2 separate regions of the Oryzias latipes genome follow, and region 2 is linked to region 1. A link is a contact called in public Hi-C data. All regions are on one chromosome and are shown on one strand. The core of a region is the stretch at or near the end of the contact, and the rest is flanking DNA. Distances in the headings are between cores, read along the strand shown. Region 1 holds the start of pebp4 (phosphatidylethanolamine-binding protein 4). Region 2 overlaps LOC100125511 (bone morphogenetic protein 1).

Region 1 (7,391 bases), core at 3,029-5,528:
AGTAATTTTACACCTTCTTTATTATCAAAGCCCTGATTTGAAAAACTACTGTGACTTACTGGCAGAAAGAAGGATCCAGTAAGTCTGGGGTGTCCTCAGATGTTTCCACATTGTGAAGCTCCACAAAACACAGAAGTGATAGCAAAAAAGGTGCACATATCTAAATGAAAGCAACAGTCATTGTTAATATTGCACTTCACTTGATCAGAAGCAGTCACATCATACTCATTTTGCGATGTATAATACATTTGAAGTGGCTAGTAGAAAATTAAGTTACTGAAATGGCTGTAAAATGCCAATTTTTCTGTTTTCTGAAACGTTTGTCAAACCAAGCATAAGCAGCTTTCAAGATGTCCTTTTTTTTTTTTTTTTAGCATCTCTAAATATTGTAAAGCAGGTGTCCAAACTTTTTGCAAAGAGGGCCAGATTTGGTGAGGCAAAAATGTGTTGGGGCCAACCAATTGGCCTGGATTTTTTTAACCTTTATAACATTAAATACAAATTAACTATTAAATGAAAACTACTAAATGAAAAACGGCTCATGACAGAACTCCAGTACTCCCGCTTGTGGGCCAAACCATGTTCTTTTAAATTGGCTGAAGAATTTTAACTGTCTACAGAAACATGTTGATTTTTGTCAGATGTTTACCTGTCAGTCATGATGGCAGGGACTACTATGACCTAGAGCAGTATGGTTAAACACAAATAGAAGATGATACCTGGATGAAAGCTTCCATTTACTATACATAAGGGTTTGATGATTCATAGATTCTAATAGATAGAATAGATTCTAATATGGCAAATAAGGGTCAATTTTTGTTATTCTGGGGTATCATAAATCCATAACGTATAAGAGTTTTGACGGTGTGGGATTTTTGATCACTGTGGTGATGAACCAGCAGGGGACGCGGTGTTGCGGTTAACCGCAATCCCCCCCCCAAACACACAATCCCCCGGCGGCCGCATCGCGTTGATTCTTCTGCAGCGGACCGCACTCGAGCTGCATGCGAGTCTTCACCTGTGCTCTCTGGTACAGACATCTTCTCTGAATATTATTGCCCCGTAATAAACGAGACTGCAGACACTTTATCACCTTTCCGGTAGCCATGAAGCCTGACACCCATGAAGAACCCGGGGCAGGAGGCTCCGCTTTTATTTATAGACACGTAACTTTGCACGGCACAAAATAGTTCCCAAACAAAACATGTAGTGATATTCATTGCACTCTAACAGTGCACGTTCTTGTTTGGTATTACAGAGTGAAGGAGAACAGTAATAAAAGGTTTCCCCCAGAATAACAGTGACTGATTCTTTATTAAACCGCTCTGGAGTAGAGCTGGGATGGTGTGGGATTTTTGGTCACTGCTGTGATGAAGCAGCAAGAGTCTCTGTGTTGGGACTTTTGCGACACCCTCCCCCCCAAACACAAAATCCTCCGGCGGGCGACCGCGTCGCATGTAATGGAAATGAATAATTAGAACGTAGTACATTTGTCGTATTTCCTCGCGAGACGGAAACTTCTGTTGTAGAATGTGGATGTGTATGTGCTGCTGAAGCCGTGCGCGCGTGTGTGTAAGAAGAGGGAGCGTGTGCAGCGTAGAGGGAGTGAGAGGTGCGGCGCAGGGAGTGAAGGAGAACAGTAATAAAAGGTTTCCCCCAGAAGCCCTTGAAGTCTGAACTCAGGACTAGCAGAAAAAGTAAATTATCAGCAAAGATGAATGTGTTCAATGTGCTTATTATAGTTCCAATCATGCACCATATGCAGAACTTTAAAAAAACAAAAAAACTTAAATTTTTAAAAAAAAGTGCAGTGATGCAGTGATGCGTCACACCTCTACGTATAAGCTTATGTTACAAATTCTAAACACAAATGTGATACCAATGGTTTGCCAAACTAGTAACAAATTATTTGTAATTTTCAATGAAACTATTGGCTTTTACGTAATTTTAGCTTCCAATAATATACACATGAATAGACAAAGATTGACAAGAAGCTCCTTATGGTCTACACTTCATAAAGATTGTTAAGTTTTCAACTAGGTTTGAATAAATATCATTAGTTGAACATATCTATCAGCCTCAAACTTGATCCAGTCCATAAACACATAGAAGATTTTAAATAGTAAAACAAGAGAATGTCAGTCATTCAGGTGTCCATTTGCACACAGCAGCTGTGCTGCATGATCAGACAACAAGCCAAAGTAACAAATAAGATCAAGGTTTTAAAGTTTGTCACCAGCTTTTTCTGAAGCTCAGATCTGCCTATATAGCCTTTTTGCTACCAAACTTTCCTTTCTCTGAGGTTGAAAGTAATAATGGCTGCACTTTTTGAAACAGTTTTAATTATCATGAAGCAGATAACACACAACAACTGTGTTGTGTGTGTCTGCAGTATTAAGAAGATATCTAGAGTGGAGACAGAAAAAGGACAAACCTGCACCTTGAATGCACAATAGCTTTCTTTATCAAGATGCTTGTTTTATAAACTGGTTACCCACACAAGTTACCATGCCCCAAAACATAGATATTAACCATTTGACTGACTTGATTCTATGACAACAAAGCTAAAGAACAGACAAAACAAAAGAAATCCTAACCACTCCAAATAACCTTTAACATGTCTTTACACTGTGGGAAAAAGAGGGAAGGCCTATTGAGAAAAAAAGAAAACAATAACCCATGTAAGCAAAAGATTCTACCCACTCATGTGGAAATTCACAGGTGAAGTCGGAATCCTTTTCATTGCAATTATTTGCTCTTCAGTAATTTGTAAATTAATTGTTGTGATAAAAAATGCCCTGAAATGTGGAATACTAAACTTTAGTTAGACTGGTTGGACTTTACTGAAGCACTTGTCTGTTTTTTTATCTTGTTACAGATTATGACATTGAGTTACTCTTATTGCTTCCTTATACTAAGATTTTCAACTTTTATTTAATTCTGTGCAGCACTTTTTGACAACTATGTTTCAAGTATTGTCCTCCTTTAGGCCAGACTACAGTGCAGATGATAAATAATCAATCTCTATGTAAAGAAAAATGAGAATATAAAGAAATTTGTGTTTGGTGGATTTTTTCTTCATTTTAACAATGCTTCCTGGGTAGTTTTTTTTAACCATTAGAAGGCCAGTTTATTTTCAACAGAGCCAGATTTGGAAGGGAACGTACATTTGTGGGAGGAGCAGCAGAGCTGAGTATTTGGCTTCCACCCTTGAATAACATTGCCACAGTGTCTCCACAGATCCCATGAGTGTTCAACGGGGTGGAGACCAAAACTGCTGGCAGGACATTCCATCCTCTACAGTCGCAGATTCTGGTGATAGTCTCCAATAAACCTCACTCTCTGGGAACATGCACTGTCATCTTGGATGATAGAGTTTGGTTAGTGGAGATACAAGACTGCCAATGGTTGAAGAATCTGGTCTAGATACCTCTTTGCATTGACGTTGGCTATGTGCAGTTCCTTCAGATTGTCCAGCCAAACAGCCATTGGCCATATCGTCCTGCAAATCTTAACTGCAAATCTGTGTAAGACAGCAGACAGTACCTAATATGTGCTGGCAGTGTGTGGAAAGCGTCTTTTTGGGGGCCTCATCTGTTTGAGATGCTGGTGTCTGGCATCACCCAATATATAACACACAACGGTCCAAGAAGCTCACAAAGGGGCTTGACACTGACAGAAAATATTTGACAAACTCATTCTTAGCTTTGCTAAACACAAATGCATTCCTTAAAAATGTAGTATTATTGAAAAGAGAAGTAAACCGTCTGTCTGTCTTTCAATCTATCTAAAAAAAAGTAGTACCGTGCGCATTGATTTTCCCTCAGTCATGTCTTCACGCGCAAGGACACATCAGACAGCTTCTATTTATAACTTTGCTTCTTTTTAGACTAGCTCATTTAATAATTACTTTATCGTTATTAAAACGTTTAATTTAAGCTATAATTTAACTTCTGGTAACATAACGTTTCCCACACAGTTCTCACTTTTTTTAATATTAATTTTAAGTATCGTATTTTTACACGTCACTAAGTTCGGAAGCTTCCAATTTTAACTTGGAAGTCCATGATGAAAGAGTGCGTCAAGTCCTCTAGCTTAATGTATAAAGTACAAACTTCCTTGGCATACAGAATTTCGGCAGCTGCGTCACTGTAAATTGGCGCGTTTACCATCTTTGACAGGCCCTTCTTTCGGAGGCAGGTTTCCTCCTCCGGGTCTTCGGCTGCCGCAGTGGAGTCCGCTGTCAGAACAGGCCGCTGACGTCATAAGCAGCAACAGGTGAGGGCAAGCTCCGCCAAAATAAAAATACATAAACAAAATCGAGAGCAAATAAAAAAAACTCAGAATTTATAGTTTGCGCTTTGTTTATTTAGTAAATATTATTTACACATTTTGAACAACACATGCTACAGAATTTTAGGTTTGCAGCTGCTAAATCATAAAAACAGCTTTTGAGGGGGGAAAAAACCTGGAGACTACTGAAAAACCAACCAGGTTTTAACCACTGAGAAAACATTCAAGTTTTTCTTTTTTTATTATTGTTATTTAAGTGTTATTGATGTAAGTTTTTATTCCAATAATTTTTATAAAAGGCCTCTTTAAACTAAGTAGTAGTGATTGTGCAGCATTTATTATTTTGTTCTTAGTGCTGCTAAAACTTGCTTTGGTTTGTGCTTCTCTGCAGCGGTGATAGCACCTAAACAGGAAAGGGCCCCACATACAGCGTCTCTGTACTTTATGATCTAATCCTTTTTGTCTTACCTGAATTTCACTTTAAATATTGTCTAACAATATCGCAGTACAACTTCATACAATTTGAAGAGAACATCGTGCTACAAAGCAGTGCAAGTTTGTTGTTTTCAAAGAAAAACATTTTATGCTTTGTACAAAACTGTCTGTTATATATGCAATAGATTGTGTAAGTTGCTACGCGAGCTTTGCAGAGGTCATCCAACCATATATTTACATATTTGATTCAGAATCTAAACTCATGATACCCATATTGTGTCAGTATTCTTTTGAAGCTGAAGCTTGTTGAAGAAATGTTAATGTTATGAATTTAAATTCCCTGCACTCATTCTATGGTTAATATTATCTGATGTTCTAGTCTATTAAGACCTCACTGATTTGTTGAATCAATTGATGTTGGCCATAAAATGCACATAAAGCCTAAACGCATGTGACACTAAAGCACACACACATCAAACTTCTCAAATGACATACCAACAGACTGCTTTAGATCCAAAACACAGATTGTGCACGGTTACAATACAGCCTGAAGAGCACCATGGCAGCTGAAGATGTGGCAAATTAACATGAGACCAAGGTTGCACTACTTTACATTCAATATCACATTATACCATACACTGTACATTAAGGCATGGGGTGTTGTCAATGCAAACACATAAACAGAAGGATCGCTGAGAAATGTATATGTTTGTGAACTTTACAGCTGAAGCCAACGTAACAACATAGATCAATTTATTGTCACAGTTTTACAATTAACTATGACCTGGATATTACTCACATAGAACATTCAGATTTACTACAAAACAAAACACAATGTTTTGTAGGATAAATCTTCCAAAGACTGAATTTATGTGACTAACTTTCTGACGGATTTGAATGTTTAAACATTAAAAATGTGTGTGGAAATACAATTAAACTAAACCTTGCTTCCAAGAGAAATAATCTACTGGTATTAAAATGTAAGTTATAGTTTTATTTTATACCTTACTGGTTATGTGATGATGCAATAGTTTTAGAATTTCTAAAAATGTTTTACTGGGTCAGAACTTCATATAGGTGTGAAAATCCACAGTACTTCTGAACTGATTTTTTCCAATTTTACACGAAGGTTGGACTCTGTTCAGTAAAGAGGATGGAAAAGAACAACCCATCCCTTATAGAAAAAAAGAAGTTTCCCATAATAAATGGGGTATAGAGGCAAGCACTGCAGTCAGGGTTCACAGTTATGCTAACAACAGCATATTTTATGGATGACGCACACATCTCTATAATATCATCATTATGTCTGCATATTTCTACTTTGGACTGTTAAGCTTTTCGCTAATTATCGCCTGTGAAAGGGAATTGCCTCGGTTTATGCATGAGAAACGTGGCCGGAGGTCAGCGCATGTGGAGTTTTCAGTCACTTTCTGTCATTTGCAGGTGTGCAGCAAAAAATCACAGGTCAAATAAGTATACAGTCAGCATTAATCAATACGAAAAAAATGAATCTGCTCACTGCCTGCAGTGCACAGTATTCTGTAACAGCACATTAGAATGATGCATTTCATCAGCTGATATTTAATACAATTTACAATACTGCATGTTCCCACTGCAAACGATGGCTGCTAATACAACATATTCTGAAAACTATTTCACAATCAAGTAAAATCATCAGCCAACATATACTTTGATGTATATAAAATATTAAAAAAAAATGCTTTGATATGAGTTGGTGTTCTTCATATGTCTCTGTTCCCCTTTTTTCACCCATCAGACAAGTTGCACAAAAGCAGCTTCATGAACTTTTTTGAATGACCCATGTGTACATTTGAAGTCAAACAAATGTTTCAAGTGTGTAGAATATTAAAAGAAACCTCAAATAAATGGGAAGAAGCTTCCACTTGTGTGAAAAACAAGCAGGGTAGTCTATTAGCTAGGGTAAATTTTGAAAACTAAAGGCCATGTCATACTACCTACATTTTGCTCATTTTCAATGTAGGTAATCTATCATAGGGGTGTGACGATAACCGCATCACGGCACTTGTTTTTTTGTTTTGTTTTTAAAGTTCTGCATATGGTGCATGATTGGAACTATAATAAACACATTAAACACATTCATCTTTGCTGATAATTTACTTTTTTCTGCTAGTCCTGTGTTCAGACTTCAAGAGTTTCTGGGGGAAAGCTTTTATTAATGTTCTCCCTCTTGCCGGCACGCGGCTCTCACTCCCTCTACGTTGCACGCGGCGCGCTCCCTCTACTCACACACACACGCAAGCGGTTTCAGAAACACATCCTCATTCTACAACAGAAGTTTCCGTCTCGTGAGGAAATACGACAAATTTACTGCGTTTTAATTATTTCTTTCCATTGTATTCATTTCCATTACATGCTGCGTGCGTTCTTGAGTGCGTGACGCGGCTGCCTGCCAGAGGATTTTGTGTTGGGGGGGTTATTACTGTTCTCCTTCACTCTGTAACACCAAACATGAACGTGCACTGTTAGATTTCGATGAATATCACTACATGTTTTGTTTGGGAACTATTTTGTGCAGCGCAACGTTACATGTCTGTATAAATAAAGGCGGAGCCTCCTGCCCCGCGTTCTTCATGGGTGTCAGGCTTCATGGCTACTGGAAAGGTGACAAACTGTCTGCAGTT
Region 2 (7,391 bases), core at 2,703-5,202, 200 kb before region 1:
GAAGCACACAATTGCTTTGGGGAAGCCGATAATAATAGATAGTTTATGTATTAAAAAAACAAACAAAAACAAAGCATGCATTTGTAAGAAAATGGGAAAAAAAAGTTTTAGCTTTTTGTTCAAAAGTCCTGTCAGATGTTTGGAATCATTTTACTGACTTTACTGAGATTTAAAAAGAGAGCTTTATTGTAGGATCTCTTCACATTTCTGGAAATTGTAGTTTTTTTTCTTCTTCTCTTTTCTGCTTATGGAGTAATAAAAGAAAGTGGAGGAGGGGAAAGGGGAAGCTTTGGAGGACTAATGTGTCATTTTCTTCTCATAGTTCTGCATAGTTCATCATTTTTGGGCCTTTTATTGAGGTTTCATCACAAAAAAAAGGGGGGGGGGGGGGGGGTCCACCTGAACCAAACCAACAAGCCTTTTTCCTCCAGTAAAAATATTCCGATTACGATGAGTGGGCTTCATCCAAAGTGACCTCCAAAACCCAAAACGTGCTTACCAGCTGGGAATCTGTCCCTTTCCAGTGTGTCAGCCTTTACAGGAATAAAGTAAGTAGTTTACTCCTCCAGCCAAATGTCTGCTTTCAGCATCTTTCTGCAGAATCAGAGCTTAAGGACGTAAAACTCGATGCATAAACACAACAAAGGTCAAGCTGTGGAGAAATGAAGATGTTCCTTCCTGTTTTTACTCCACTGTTTATGATGAGTCACGCAAGTATTCCCTTCTAAATAAATGTAACATCAGTTTCTTCACATTGGAGCGTATTTGATGACACTGAGTGTGGTGTTGGTTTGAATGGGGTTTCTGAGTTCATCATGTCCCAGCAGAGAACTCAACTCTTCAAGGCAAGGACTTTTTTTTTTTGATGAATAGGCCAGTTTGTTCCAAATGAAATGTCAGCCAACTGGAGTTTTGATGATGGTTTTCCATGGAAAAGTCACCTGCTTTCTCCTTCTGACCTTGCAGGAAAATATCCAATATCTCATCTTCATGACCTCCACACAGCCTGTGGTCAAAGGCGGTGTTGATGGTTCTTGGTTTATTGATTTTTCTCTCGTTTTTCCTCGTTTGTCAGTTGCATCATAGCGTTGAGGCAATTCGATCACTTGCTGTGGTAACAGGTCAGCGTTTTTGGAGGATTTCACTCGTCTGTATTGTGAAATTTGGGATTTCTGTTTCTTAACATTTTGGCTTGCTCTTTCATAAAACATATTATTCTCACATCTGCATTTAGGGTTTAACTTAGTGAACCAACAGTGACTTGTATTTAATAAAGTGTTTTATTTTATTTTTATTAATTCCTCACACAGGTCAATGCTTCCTATAAAACACAGTTTACATGAGTAAAATTTTACACAAAAATTGGCAGCTAAACCTTAAAAGGCACTTAGTGAACCAAACACTTCAATAAAACAAAACTAATTTTTATAATAAGAAATTAATGAGAACCAGATGCTCTGCTCAAATGATGATAAAGAAAATTGTGACTGGTTTGAGTTATTCCATTGCTGGAGGCGTAGACATCATAATCTACTTAAAGCCTCCGGTGACGATGCCAGCTGACTGTGCTGTCTATTGTACATGTTAAATCTTTGAGCATTGGCTTAACCTTTGCGCTCCTGCGCTGCCTCGGCTGTGGCTGCCGACAGGTCAACCTACGTGCACCCCTTTTTTGTTGTGGCTCTCTCCTGTGCGAGCGGTTTCTGCATAAGCCTGGAGTTATTTCCTCTGGCTGGCTCAGGAGCCTCACACAGACCCAGATTGCACGCCCAAAACTCCAACAGGGCAGTCACTTTCTACTGTTCTAACATAACTCAGGTGAGGCGAGCTTCCTTTCATGGCCAACAGGGACTTGAAATCCTTCGTGTCTTCACTCACTGTCAGTGTGTTGTTTTTTGCTTTACTGAGTTCTCTTTGAGCTTTTTAATAACTAAAAACTCCTCCTTGCTTCACAGAAGCTGGCTTAAGATGCCACATCTGATAAAAAGATGTGCAACAGACTTCTGTCAGGAAAAAAAACTTTTGCCTCTTTTGTAAGAACTTGGGTCAGATTTTTTTCATCTCATATAACTGTCAGATCTTTCCTTTTTAAGATATCGTCTCAGTCTCTTAACACAAAGGGTAAATTATTCAAAGACCCACTCCAATGAAAATTGTTGTGACATTTTTGTCATGATAGACACATAAAGAAAATTAAGCTTAAAACTTTTTTTCTGAGTATTTTTTTAATTCAAATCATTGTGAATCAGCACCACTAATGTTAGGTTGGGGGTGTGAGGGGCTGTAAGCTAGAGGGAGAAAGTGTAATTAAAGGGATGATGGGAAGTAGGGCTGCACGATATGAGGAAAACTCGCGATATGCAATATTAGTGCAATGCCGATTAAACTTGCAATACATAAACAAATAGCAAAAAAAACAAAAACATTTCCATTTCACTGCAAACGTTTAATTTAAATAAGAATCAAAATACCTTAAATTATTCTCCAAATGACCGTCGTCTAATTAGGAGGGACACATGTAACATAAAAGCTCCATCCGATTGGTCAACAACGTGTAGAGCTCTTTCTAATTGGTCAAATGCATAAAGGGATTATTCGATTTGTTAAATACTTAAAGCTGCCATAAGATTGTTTTAGCACTCTTAAGGTTAACCATTTATTGCGATTTTCGCTGACTTTTGCGATATGTATATTGCACAGTTTGAAATTGCGATAACGATAAATTTGCGATTTATTGTGCAGGCCTATTGGGAAGTGCGGGTAACTGCACCAACAGTCACGCCCACAACTCAGAGGCATGTTTCTGATGAACTCCTGCCGCTCTGCAGAAACTATGTCCAAGAAGTTTTTAGATTTTGGCTAAAAACGGCATAATCATAATCAAAAGATCACTGGGAATGCTTTTACAATGGATCAGAAGATGATCGCAGTGAGACTTTAATTATAGATTTTACAAGTTTTGATGTCGCTCAACTCAAACTCCCTTTTTTTTGTATTCGTGCTTGTACTTTTTGTAATTTTTGGAGTATTGTTAGAGTTTGCGAAACGCTAATTGATTTCAATTAGCCTGAATTCATTTCTTTATTAACCTTTAAGGTTTCTTGTGTTGTATTTTTTTGCAAAGCTGAAAAATGTCTGTGTGATCCATTGAATTATTCATCTCAGTTTGGATTTCAGAGACCGTGTGACATTAAAAAAGAAGGACAAATGTTTAGCAAGCTGATGAATCATTAGAGAGAGCCAAACTGGCAATAAGATATCCGTAAGCACTTGCAGGGAGGATCTAGGAAATCCAGAGGACTAATGGGCTTGATGGAGCGTGAAATGTTATAGGTGAGGCAGGCTCTTGCTGTGTGCCATTTGCAGCAGAAGCCACTCACATTGTCAGGAAGATGGATGCTGCGGTGACAGAAACACAGTCTTGATCCCAGTTGTGGGTGAGAGGATGTCAGGCTTTTAGTGTGGAATAATCACTTCATTCTCGTGCTGTTGTTTGTGACTCCCCTCTAATTACACCCCAGTTACCTTTTTGAAATGAAAAGTTTATATACGCCTTTTTTCCTCTCCTGCCACAGGCTTAAATTGTGGTGTTTGGAAATGTCATGGTAAAGATTTGTTGAGGAAGAGGCTCGGTTTCCACACAGCTCATGTAAGGAGTCATTTATCATTACCCAAGAAGAGTTTTTACTTAAAAAAAAAAAAAAGTTTAGGTTCATTTCAACCGAGTGTTGGAGGCTAAACTGCCAACAACAAACATCTCATACCGCATGAAAACCTAAACGGTGATACTCCTCCTATCATCGCATGGTAATCACCTTTTCTGCAATACGCCATTACCTTCTATAGGAATTCAAATTGTGCTGGGAAAGGTGGTGCCAAGGTATTGTGATGCATTCCGGGCCGTGGCCAAGCATTGCATCCCTCATCATCATTGGGTCATGCATGAGGACAGGCTGTCTAAATGTCTCTCTAAGCTCACAGTCAGGAGTAAAGCCCCTGCCTCCCAGTGGGACTGGCTCTCTAAATATAGGCTGAAGTTCCAGTCTGCTTAGGCTTGCTATTGATGTTGGTGCAGTTTTCAGTGGCAGATGTCATGGGTTGGGATTCACGGAAAGAGATTTGTGGGATTGGTCCAAGAGTATTTGACACCATAAAGGTCAAGACTAGGGCATTACACAAATCAGGGGAATTAATATGATTGAGGTCTCGTGTGTAATCTGACTAGATGTGATGGTTGATGGGGGAAGCAGACTGAGATCAGAAAGATTATGGTGTAGATTAAAATAAATCATTAGTGGGGGAAGTTGACTTATTTTATTTTTCAAACTAGCATGTTAGAAATAAATACACCAAAACTTCAATGTCTTTATGGTTTTTGACTGCATTCAAATAGGGATCATAGTTGCAGTTGTTGCTATCCAGGTGATGAACTCCTGTTTGGATGGTGATACAGCTCTGCACTCTGGTGATCACTTGCCATCTGCCACATTTATTCGTTTATAATCCACTGCATACCAGACCAGTCTATGTGTTTGCTTTTCATATCATTAGAGCCCTACATATCTAATTTGTCAATTTCCCTCAAAGTCTGGCCTCAATCCCAGTCTGCAGTTTTGTACTCAAGATTCTGAAAACCATGTGTCTGTGTAAACCTAAAGCCTGGAGACAAGGGGATTACTTACAAAATCTCTGTGATTTATTTTCATAAACTTCCACCAGCATCTAAATACAACCCCCTGTGTCTGGGGGAAAATGAGTCCTAACACCATTAGACTGTGGAGTTTGCTCACTTTAGCCTTCTTGTCTGATAACAACAACATTTTGGATTAAAGGGCCTCTCCTAACATCAGCAGCAGGAGCTGATGAAGACATTGGTAAGCTTTCACCGGATTATTTAGTTTTGGTGTGCAAATAAACTTGCCAACACCTAGCAACCCGTAAAGAAACATCACCTGGTGGATTTTCTTTGGTTTGCGTGCTATTTCCACTGCATTTAGATTTAGGACCTGTACTCGGACTTATAGTTCTGGGACTGTCTGTTCCCTTCAGCACTTCTGGGAATCCAATAACCTGAAGAAAAAAGCAAAAATTGTCACGGTTTAGTGAGTCTGTCCAGTTTATAATAAACAACATCTGGTGGAGTCTCTGTATCAGTGATACAGTTTCTGCCAATAGCTGTCAGTATAAGTGTTGTTCTTTTTTGGCACACACAAATTAGAAGATCTCTTTGACCCCTGGAATCTGTCATCAGAACATGCCCCATCTTGCCAGAGCTCATCTACACCTTTTCTTATTGCTGTCATTATCTGCTAGTCCGGTCATTAGCATGTCGCGGGTCTACTTTGTCTCACAGAGAGGAAAACTGCTCTGCATTTACTACAGCCAGCTCTAGATTTATTTAATCGTAGTCATGTGATGAAAAAAGAGAACCAACCGGTTCTTTTTATTGTCTGGTACTTCTATCAAGTTTTATTTTTGCGGATAAAACACTTTTGCTTTGTTGCAGATTGCAATGATAAGCCTTCTAAAAGCTTTGGAGCAATACCCCGCTGTGTGTTCTGCTGTAAGAAGAATTTGACCCTACTTCTGTTAGGCACTTCATTGACCCAAATTATTGCTTGCCAAACACACTTGAACCGAAATACCCCACATTCTATTCAACCACAAGCAGAAAGCGATCTCTTTCCTTCTCTTTGGTGCACATCTGCCTTCAGTTTCAGAACTTTTGTTCTGAGCCTAGAGGAGTGGTCCCTCTTCTTTTCCCTTTTCCTGTTTAGAGATAAATTGCCCCCCCCCCCCCCCCCCCCCCCAACTTTGCAGTTTTCTTTCTCTGTTTCTTCAGTGACACCCCCACCCCACTCCCCCAACCCCTGCATTCTAGCTGAGTAATAAATTCTGAAAATGTGCGGGTGTTAAAACCCCAGTAAAACTGAGCACCTACATGTTGCAGGGGAGTTTTCTAGCAAACGAGCATTTAATAAGAACTCCAATAAAGCACATTCCACATAAACTGGGTCTGTTTGGATATTTTCCCTCTCCTTGGCCTCATTAAGGAGCCGTTAGTCGTTCAAGGTGCCCCATATTGCTCCATCCAATCAGTGTTAGCGTTGCATTGTTTCCAAGCTGAAACTTCTCATCTGGCAAAAGTGCAAATGTGATTTTTTTAAATGGTGAGCATCTATCTGTCCATTAGTCAATTCATCATTACAGAAGATTGCAGGACTCATTCTTGCTGCATTATATAAACCTTCACCTTTGAAATTTACTTCCATCTGTCCAACTCTGTAACAGAATTGAAAACAGTTTGTCCGTCATAGTACGGCTCAACAAATATTTTTATCTCGATGCAACTAGAGGGTAAACTGAACAGAATCATTCAGGATCATGTTTGTTTTCACAAGCTTCTTACACAATCAGCACTTGAATGAAGCTGGTTGACCAAACTTTCATGGAGTTTACAGCAGCAGGAAAGTCCTGAGGCTTTTAGACTGCACTGGCTGACTGTTCCATTCTGTTAAAGAGCTTCATGTTGTCTGATGTTCCTTTTTTTTGTATGTTTGTGTTTTCCAGTTGCCTTCTTGGGAGACATTGCTTTGGATGAGGAAGACATGCGACTCTTTAAAGTGGACAGAATAATAGATTTAGCGCAGAGGACGGTCCAGAACGTTAATCACACAGATGAAGGTAACAACAAAAGATGCCATCTAAAGAGGCAATGGTTTCCATTTAGCAACTGGTTAATGACATATGTGAACTGGAAACAGTACAAGTGACGAAACTCTCCACACAAAAGTGCAATGAAAGCTTTATTTTTGCTCTCTTCAGGTTTGTATGCCTACAACTATGTTATTAGGTCTCACAGCAACACCTGTAATACGGTGTTTGAGAGTAGCTGCTGGGCTTTGTCAGGCTGAATGTGGTTCTCAAATTAAAAAGCACAACTTAAGCTCCAGCTGTGAGTCAGAGTAGACCAGCGTGGTAAACTGTAGGTGAGCAGGAACCAACAAGCATGCACACGTTGGTGTCTACACTTGAACACAGCCATTTAGCAGCTTCTTTAAAAAAAAAAAAAAAACTTAATGAGGACATTGTGAAACAGGCAAATTGTGGGGAATTTAACAAACATGTTGCAGATAAAAAAACATGTGCTGAGTATTGATTTTTCTTTTCTTTTTCAGATTAGCTAGAGGCCTCTTTACTTGTAAAGTACAACAAATAGTGTTGCTAAATTTCTTAACATGGTCATGAGCAAGGTTTCATTGTTAAAAGCTGGTAAAGTACTCCTATGTTCAGAACAAATCACATCATTTTCAGCTATAATCAAGAATGCATCACAAAGGACAGAACAGAAACACACTACAGATTTAGAAAAAAGGGATTTAGTTACTATT

What was found. Hi-C and Micro-C count contacts between places; a contact is called where the count stands out from the background.
Region 2: a contact with region 1 is called in a Hi-C map of embryo, with 1.9 times the contacts expected there. The contact joins the enhancer-like site here to the promoter of pebp4 in region 1. A contact is called at or near these places in 2 of 5 Hi-C or Micro-C datasets (embryo and fibroblasts).

The regions. Positions count from the first base shown.
Region 1 is chr9:16,848,798-16,856,188 of ASM223467v1, reverse strand. It overlaps pebp4 (phosphatidylethanolamine-binding protein 4), which reads right to left and starts at 4,278. Exons shown (of 5, transcript XM_023958552.1): 1 at 4,170-4,278. The coding sequence starts at 4,172.
Region 2 is chr9:17,047,417-17,054,807 of ASM223467v1, reverse strand. LOC100125511 (bone morphogenetic protein 1) reads left to right here. Exons shown (of 20, transcript XM_004072482.4): 2 at 6,571-6,684. Among protein-coding and RNA genes, the nearest start is that of LOC100125511, 4.2 kb to the left of the region's middle. Within about 2 kb of position 3,952, at least 4 of the 8 cell types and tissues checked have an H3K27ac peak or open chromatin away from gene starts, as enhancers often do. A contact at or near this core is called in embryo, where this site is marked.